2 separate regions of the Oryctolagus cuniculus genome follow, and region 1 is linked to region 2. The links are chromatin contacts, called in public Hi-C maps. All regions are on one chromosome and are shown on one strand. Each heading gives the region's core, a stretch centred on a gene start, on an enhancer-like site or on the middle of the called end of the contact. The rest is flanking DNA. Distances are from core to core; before and after follow the strand shown. Region 1 holds the start of JADE1 (jade family PHD finger 1). Region 2 overlaps JADE1 (jade family PHD finger 1).

Region 1 (4,208 bases), core at 774-3,273, 43 kb after region 2:
TTTAAACGCCCGCGGAAGTTGAGGCACCCCCACTGGCGGGTGCCGTGCACCTGCCTCCCGCCGCCGCGCTCCGCCACTTTGAGCAGCAGCCGCGTCCTCAGCCCCGCCTCCTGCCCGAAGGCGGGCGGGGGGGGGGGGGAGCGGGAAGGAGGTGGAAGGGATCGAATTTCTCCAGCAAATGGGACCGTTCCGACAGGATTCGGTTCCCCGGTCAACATTCCACATTCCATCCCTCTCCCGCATTTGCAAGCCAGTGCCGAGCAACCCGGAAAGCCTGCTGGCTACCGAACGGCAGCCCCCAACTCACAAACACACACTCACAGGCACAAGACACGTGCACTGAAAGGCTTTGCAACTTGCAGTCCCGGGGTGCACACTGCACGTTCATGGAGAGCAGCAAGAGACCAAGGGACCCCCCTACCCTACCCCCACAATCAGCAGATGGTGCCAAAGGTTACAATTTGCAATCCGTTTTAAGTTCATGATTAATCGGTACTTTGCTCTACCAATGCAACTCCTGCCCGATTTGACCAGTGAAGGGTTTTACACTTTATGGTCCTGCTGCAAGTAAAAGATCTGATCCCTGGAATCTCATTTTGGAAGAATCTCATTGCCAAGCTGTCCCTCCACCCCCTTGCTCACTGCCCTTGAATTGATGCAATGAATATTTTGGACATGTGGTGACGCGGTGACAAGAGCGAGGACTGCGGCCACCCCGCACGGATGTACCTTCACACACCTATGATTGGACAAATACAGTCCTCCTTCCCACCCCCCCACCACCAACACGCACATACATACACGGTCACACGTACTCTGGATTCATATATGTACGCGAACCTGCGTTCTGCCATTGCCATCTGTCTACCAAGTTGCTACTATGCTTTCCACTTTCATGCAGCCTAAATGCACTTTGGCTTTTGAGAAAATTCTATCAACTAAAGCCAACTAAACTGGGCTCCTGCTCCTAAACGCGTTTAATTGACGATTCACCTGAAACCGGCATGTTCTTCGCAAATTCGAAAGAAGAGAAAGCTAAGTCTTCAGCCTCGCGATATGGAAAAAAAAAAAATCACCATCACAATAAAACTTACGGATCCAACACAGATCAATTTTCAGGATCCAAAAACCATCCTGTCCTCCTCCTCCTCCGGCCCCCGCCCCGGCAATGCCCAAGTTACTGGTGGGATAGTAACGCGGCACCGGCGGCTGCCTCCCTCCCTCCTCGCTGCATATCGACAACCCAATCTTTTGGCGCCATATTAATGACGTACTATATTATTTCCACTAGGCAGCGACCTTCGGCATTAAATTACTCCCGAGAACTCCCGAGCAAAGCAACAAAACCATCAAATATGGCTGAGCCTCTGGGCTCGTCCTGCAGCCGCCGCCGCGCCGCAGCCGCCGCCGCCGCCGCCGCCGCCGCCGCCGCGGGCCCAGGACGCGCACACGGACCCCCACGCGGACACGCGCGGACACCCGCGCGCCGCCCCCCGCCCCCGCGGCCCGCGCGCCTACCTGCTGCGGAGGGGTTCGGCCGAAGCGCTGGGCTCCGCGCCGCATGAGTTCGGGCCGCGGCGCACGGACGGGCGGGAGCCGGGCGGGCCCCTGCTCTCGCCGGCGCGCACACAGCCGGCACTCGCGCACGGAGGCACTCTCGGACGGGCGTTGGGCTTGTTATGGAGGGAGGACTGTGTGAATCAAACTCATTTCTGGGTCACTGCTGCCACAGGGGGGAGCACTTTAATCCCTTGCCAAAAGCAGAGGGTGGGGACGGGCGGGCGGGCGGGGGAGAGCGCGGGGAGCCCGCGGCGCGGGGGGCTCGGTCCCTGGTTAACTCTTCGCGGCCCTCGCCGCTGCTGGCTCGGCCTGTGTCCGCGGGCGCTCGCCGAGAGCGGCGGTGCGCAGCTCCCGAGGTCGCTTCCGTCACCTACCTTTGCAGCCTGCGAATTCTTGAGGTGTCTCCAAGGCGCAGGAGTGGGCTTTGAAAGGATCTCTTCGAGCTGCTGTCCCAGTTCCAACTCTTGTCTGAGCTTTAGAAATACATTCTTTCAAATTAGCGTAACATCATGGAGGTAAAAATGTGGCTAGTAAGGCGTGTAATTTGGGTGAAAGGTTTTGTTTTTAGGCGGAACGGCAGAATAGTTCTATTGTTTTTATAGTAACAGTTTTAGGGAGTTGCGGATTAGAATGACGTTTGTAAACAGGTAATCTACTTCTAGAAAAGGAACACCCTCTTCACCTAGATTCACGTGGAACTAACTACTCGTTGCAAATGGATATTAGTCCATCAAGAGATACGTGAGCATTTTTAGATAGATACCACAGTGCTATAGGACTGGACATCTTCCAAATATGAGGTTCCAGCCTAATGCTAAAACTAGAACTTGAGACTAATATAAAATTCATCATAATAGATTCATTTGGGGGGGTATTTATATGCAAAAATAAGTGGTTACTGGTTTTCCACAGAATACAAACTTGCTTTTAAATGTAGGGTAACAGATTTTTTTCACAGGTCCCCTAAGGAAACATGGGTGGGTGTGACATTGAGCTTCAAAAGGAAAAGGGAAAAAGTACAGATTAAAACTCCCATTCAATAAATGGGAACAGTGATTACTAATTACAAAATTGAATATCAAGCCCAAAAGGCATACTTATCCACTGCAATAATTCTGAATATATCAGATTTGATTTCACACAATCACACACCAACCCATACACCCACATCTAGAACATTATAATCTCATAAATGGCAAACAAAACTAATTGGGTATTTCAATTATTTCCAGAAAACAAAGTAAGCCAGTAGAAGTCTTAAGTACATGTCCTTCTCTCTTCCTCTCCTGTTTTACTAGAGTGTAAATACGGGCGATGCTGTTAAGAGCTGGGAAAAGCCACATGGCAGCTATCATCGTTACTATTAGCATAAGGTATTATACTGCAGTCACTGTTATTTTCAGTGGTGCACCCTGTACATACTGTCTGCAAAAGTAAAATTACACAGGCTTCAGGGGCAGGCACCTGAGGCATTTGGCACAGCAGTTAAGAAGCTATTTGAGTGTCCCATATGGGGGTGCCTAGGTTCAATTCTAAGCTCCAGTTCCAACTTCCTTTTAATGTGTACCCTGGGAGGCATCAGTGGTGAATCAAATAGTTGAGTCCCTACCACCAGCATGGGAGACCCAGGTTGAATTCCCAGCTCCCAGCTTGGGCCTGGCCAAGCTGTTACAGGCATTTAGAGGAGTGAAGCCGCAGAGCAAAGCTCTTTCTCTCTCCCTCTCTCTTTCTGTGTGTCTCTGTCTCTCTGTCTTTCAAATAAATAATAAAGGGTGGACATCGTGGCACAGCTAGTTAATTTACAAACACTTGGGGCTCCTGCATCCATATCAGAGTCCAAGTTCAAGTCTTGGCTACTCTGCTTCCAATCTGGCTTCCTGCTAATAGAACCTGGAAGGCAGCAGACAATAGCTCAAGTGCTTAGGTGCCTGCCACCTCTTTGGGACACCCAGGTGGAGTTCCAGGTTCCTGGTTTCAGCCTGGTTGAGTCCTGACTAATGTGGGCATTTTGGGATTTGGGAAAAAAACAGCAGATGTAAGATTTCTATCTCGCTCTTGCTATTCTTGCTCTCTCTTTCTTGCTCTTGCTTTGCCTTTTAAATAAAGACAACATTTTAAATAAAATAAAACAATTTTTTTTAAAAGTCCACTGGCTTCATAGCCAGACAATCCCTAGGTTGGATATGGCTCTCGCAGTTAGCAGCATGTGTTGTGGTTGCAACATATATTACAGGATTTCCCCAAGCCTCAGTTTGTTCCCAGGTAATGAAATGAGATTAATGGCTGGACTCTTACCTGAAGGACTGTTGAGAGGAATGAGATAACCACGTCAAACTACTAGAGCAGTCCCTGGCAGTAAGAAACTGCCCACTCCCACCCTGCCACCTCTGTGTCTGTCTCTTCCTTAATCACTTCTCCGTGGAAAAGTGCAACTTTTTAAAATTCCATTCAGCTTTACTTCTGTCATTTTGCTTTAAAGACTCTTCAGGGGTCCAGCACTGTGGCGTAGCGGGTAAAGCTGCCGCCTGCAGTGCCAGCATCCCAAATGGGCGCCGGTTCATGTCCTGGCCGCTCCACTTCTGATCCAGCTCTCTGCTATGGCCTGGGAAAGCAGCAGAAGATGGCCCAAGTGCTTGGGCCCCTGCACC
Region 2 (4,887 bases), core at 512-3,011:
CAGATAATTCTCCTCAGGAAGAAAAATGCACCAAAATCACACCCCCAAAATGCTGGAATCTGAATCACAAATGATATGCTCACAGCGAGCCATGCAAATTAAATTAGTCAAGGTCTGGGACTCGAAATAAATTAGACCAGACCTGAAATTAAAAAGGTTGAAGCTGAGGAAGAATTTAAATAAAAACCACAAAAGTGTGACCTAGAGTGGTGTTTTTTTTTTGTTTTTAAACCACAGTGGCGCCTTGAGCAGGGCTTGCCAAGCACAAGGATTTGCAGCCCATCCTGGAGGAATGATACGGGCACCCCCAAACCACAGGCACCGAATGCTCAGGTCTGTGCCGGGGAGGGGGCATATGCAATGGGATGGCAGCTCTGACGGGCAGGCAGGGCGAGGCGTGAGCACCATCCGGCCGAGCCCAGCCGCCGCTGCTGCCAGATCTGCCCACACACAGCAGCGAGGCGCCCCGGAGTCAGGTGCGGGGACACACAACTACAGGGTGTCCTTCCCCCCACCTGCCCAACCCCAGGTAAGAGGCCCCAGCACCTCCGGAGAAGCTGCTGTAAAGAACCACACTCACCTCGGGGATCCACAGGGCACAGCTGACGTGGACCCATTTGGTTCCGCTGCGGGTGGGCTTCATGGCCCCGCCCTTCTTAGGGCACAGCAAACATTTTGGTTGAACACCCAGGGCACACGTCCGGCACAGCCAGCTGCCCTCCGGCACCTTGAGGATTCCGTAACAGGCCTGTAACGCCGCGGCACGGCCCCGAGGGAGACAGAGAAACAGAGAGGATCGATTTTCCCCGTGACACCCAGCAAGGTAAAAACTCCCAGCAGGGCTGCCACATGGGGACCCGCTCCCTGCAGGCGGCCTCCGGGACCCCAGGGTGTCTGTGCTCTGAGGACACCCATGCAGTCACTGAGCACAGAAATCCTCAACGCGCCACGCAGGGTTAAGGCCTGCGAGGTGAGCTTCTCCCCGTAGTGAGGGGAAACCAGGCACTCGGTCCCCCAGGGCTGCCCCAGCGAGGCGGCGGTACAAAGGGGAAGCAGCTCAGGCTGTCCCCAGGCCAGGCACGCACACTCACCAGAGCCCACTCCTGTCCCAAGGGAACCCAAAAGACAGAGAAAAATGAGCCGATCGAAGAGAGACAGACTCTGGTCTTCTGAGCTGATATTTAAAACAAAGCCTATTTTGCCCAGGATGGCAAAAATTACCACAAAAAGGCATAAAATGCAGAAATCAAGGCTTTTGCAATGGAGGTAATTAAGAGAGTTTGAAGAGAGAAGAGGCGAGTGTTAAATAAGTGGGGAAACAGAAACCGCGGCGGCACCAGGAGCACACTCAGAGCGGCCTTGAGAAACCAACTGTTCCGAACTTTATCCTTAAATGAACTGGAAGTCAGGAAGCCGAGAGTCACGGCAACAGAGCTCGATCGAAGCCTCCAGACAGAAAAAACACAGCCGCCCCGCCATCGGAGCGCTCGGGACGCAGAGAGGAAACCACAAGGATGAGTGCCGGGCGCGGCACGGTAACACCAGGCCCGCGAGCGCGGGCGGCGCCATGAATAAGCCACTGTCCACACCGACCTAGTGGAAAAAACAGGGGTTTTTAAATGGAGCACAACTATTAAGGTTTCAAATACTAAAGGTCTGTAACAGACATTCTGGAGAATCTCATCTGGAAGACGTCATTTCTACACTGGAAAAGCAGGCCCGAGGTCGTTCTAAAGATCCAGTGAAGACTGTCTTCACGACAAGCCATGGAGGAGTTTCCCCAAAGAAAAACGCAGTAAATGCTAAGGAGAAGAGACTTACACGGATGGCGGAAGGGACAGCCACGGGAGCAGTGTCAGAAGCCCCTGGATCCAGGGCCCTCTGCAGCCCGCCCTCCCCCTGACCCTGATGCCCTGTAGCTCATTCATAGAACAGGGGTTTAACTGGTTCTCAAGCAGAATGGAAAATACGTAGAACAGCAGGAAAAATACTAAAAAGTCATCCAAGTAAATACAAGAAGCATCCGCGACAAACAAGCAGCAATCACAATATCGCAAAACTACCACGAGAAGTCTCCACTACCCCAGGGAAACTTGCCAGACAACCTGAAAACCCAGGTCCATGGTGGGCCGCAAGAGGACCACAGCAGTGGTCTCCTTGTCAGGATGAGCCGGGACACGGGCACGGCTGGCAGAATGTTCAGACTCCAATAAAGCCCAAGAGGCAGACAAATCGTACAGAAAAGAACAAGCCGGCGCCGTGGCTCAATAGGCTAATCCTCCACCATGCGGCGCCGGCACACCGGGTTCTAGTCCCGGTCGGGGCGCCGGATTCTGTTCCGGTTGCCCCCCTTCCAGGCCAGCTCTCTGCTATTGCCAGGGGGTGCAGTGGAGGATGGCCCAGGTGCTTGGGCCCTGCACCCCATGGGAGACCAGGAAAAAGCACCTGGATCCTGGCTCCTGCCATCGGATCAGCGCGGTGCGCCGGCTGCAGCGGCGGCCATTGGAGGGTGAACCAACGGCAAGGGAAGACCTTTCTCTCTCTGTCTCTCTCTCTCTCACTGTCCACTCTGCCTATCAAAAATTAAAAAAAAAAAAAAAAAGAACAATCCAGAACTTCACGGAGTAAACTGCGTTCTTCCTGAGGTCACCCCAGCAAGCAGCCTTTAAAGAGGTCTTTTAAATCTCAGCATCCACAGGTGGATTCAAAGGATTCAATAGCCAGGACGATGGCCTATTAAATGCTAAGGGCGTGTGTGGACACCCATCTCCATGCACATCTTAAAACTTCATTACTGCATGAAGTAATGCACTTTAGTCCTATGGATTTACCTTTCTGTGGCAAGCAAATCCTATCACCATCAGGAACGTTATCACCAAGGGGCTACTTTCTGCCCCCACAGAAACCATCTTAGAACGTGACCTCACTTAGAAACAGAATCACTGTAGATATGTGATTAAGATATGTGACTGATAGTGAAGACACACACACACACAGCTGATGTGACCACAAGGGCAGCTGTTAAGCCTAGGAGGCCAGCCAAAGGTGCTGGGGATCACCATCCACTAGGAGAAGTCAGGAGCATGGCCCCCCAACGACGCCTTTATCTTGAACTTCACCTTGAACTTTATCTAGAATTTCAAGCTTCCAGAACCATAAGACAATAAACTTCTGCTGCTTTAAACCACTCGGTCTGTAGTATTTTGGAAACTAACGTAACATACTAACTGCCTTTTCAAGGGTTGCTTTGTTTTCGCACTGTTCTTAATTGGATCCTCGCTTTCTGGTTGTAAAAGCAGCAAGAAATATTTCCAACCCTGTAAGAAGCTACCAGAGGGAATAAAAAAGATGTTCATACAGCACGTTTCTTCAAATCACTTAGGACGAGGAGAATGGACCACCCCATAGGGAGAAGGGCCCCGGGCTCCCGGCGGCACCCCCCCGTGGGCAGCCGGGCTCCCCACCAGGCGCACCTGGTGCACGCAGATGTTGCACTTGTCACAGAACACCATCTCGTTGCCATCCTCGCCGTCAGGCGACTGGCACACGTCACAGACAACATCTTCGTCATACTCGATCCCCAGGCCTTCCTCAGTCTCTATGGCATGATTCATATTGTCATAGCATCGCTGTTCAAACTCCTCCAGCACCCGCTCCATGGTGTACTCATCCAGTTCAGGCATTCCTGAAGGAAAAAGGCCACAAGACCCACTTTAATAAATCTGTATTAACAGATGAGATCATTAAAAAATTCTTTATACTTATACAATTCACAGTGGCTAAATACCCTGAATAAATCGGTGAGTGGCCCCAGCTTTTCTACTGAATGCCTCTCAGATCCTTCCAAGGATCAATCAATCTTTAAATTAATTAAAGGCAGAAGGAGTCTTCCATGCAAGAAATAAAGCAAAAGATAAACCCCTGAAGGATTCAAGGATATGAAATACATATAGAGTTAAGTAAGTCATTTCATTATATTTATCATATGTAGCAACTACCGTGTAAGTGACTTCAAAACCATGACCACAAGTTATGGTTTGGGTGTTTTTAAAAAACCTTCCTTTCTTGGCATTGCAAAGTGCTTGGCACCAGATTTGACTGTGAGCACTCAAATGCTTTTAACTGGTTTATCCCTCCTCGCCCCTGGAATTGTACTGAGTTGAAATGCATAGTTAATCAGATGCGTGAAAGACTGAAATACAAGGACATGACTGAAGCCAAGGAGACAGTTCACTGTGAATTAAAGAAACTGCACTGTTAGGCAAGAATGATCAAAAATAGATTTCAAGTGGATATCGTGGTTATAGCTGGTGCTGGGCTAAGATTTTTTTTTCTTCTTCTCTTTGTGGATATTTTCCAAACCTCCTACATTAAAAATACTCATGTGGGCAGGAGAAACAGGCTATAAAAAATACTCAAACAGGACATTCAAGTGGCAGGAAAACAATGGAAATGCTATTAGAGTCTCCAACAACTTTTATGCATTATCATAAATTTTAAAATCAAATTGACTCAAGTTTTTAAAAATCTGAGGAACACATTATGATGCTGTGATAATAAGCCCTAAACACACATTCAAAAAACCCACCCTAATTAATGATCATGTAGATGGTTTCTCCACTTCCAGGCACAACCCAGTGTCTTCTAATGGTTTTGCAAATGCCACTGGCTTTGAAATCACAATCCCATGCTCTATAATTTGTATCATAAGAAAGACCAATTACAGCTAAGACAAGCAAGTGTTCAGTTTGTTACACAACCACATAAACGTATCCTGCAAAAGTACTCAGAATTATCTTTACACCTGACCATTAGCCCAGTTCTTAGTATTTAAGCCATGCACGGAAGCCCCAGGGTCCTTGGGCCGAGTCCTCTGACTTGACACAG

Evidence for each region. A called contact is a pair of places that touch in the nucleus more often than the background predicts.
Region 1: a contact with region 2 is called in a Hi-C map of an unstated tissue, with 1.6 times the contacts expected there. The contact joins the promoter of JADE1 here to the enhancer-like site in region 2. A contact is called at or near these places in 3 of 6 Hi-C or Micro-C datasets (ear pinna, psoas muscle and an unstated tissue).

The regions. Positions count from the first base shown.
Region 1 is chr8:35,951,622-35,955,829 of mOryCun1.1, forward strand. JADE1 (jade family PHD finger 1) reads right to left here and starts at 2,024. Exons shown (of 11, transcript XM_051819883.2): 1 at 1,935-2,024.
Region 2 is chr8:35,908,615-35,913,501 of mOryCun1.1, forward strand. JADE1 (jade family PHD finger 1) reads right to left here. Exons shown (of 11, transcript XM_051819883.2): 6 at 3,474-3,685; 7 at 581-748. Among named protein-coding and RNA genes, the nearest start is that of JADE1, 43 kb to the right of the region's middle. Within about 2 kb of position 1,762, at least 1 of the 8 cell types and tissues checked has an H3K27ac peak or open chromatin away from gene starts, as enhancers often do.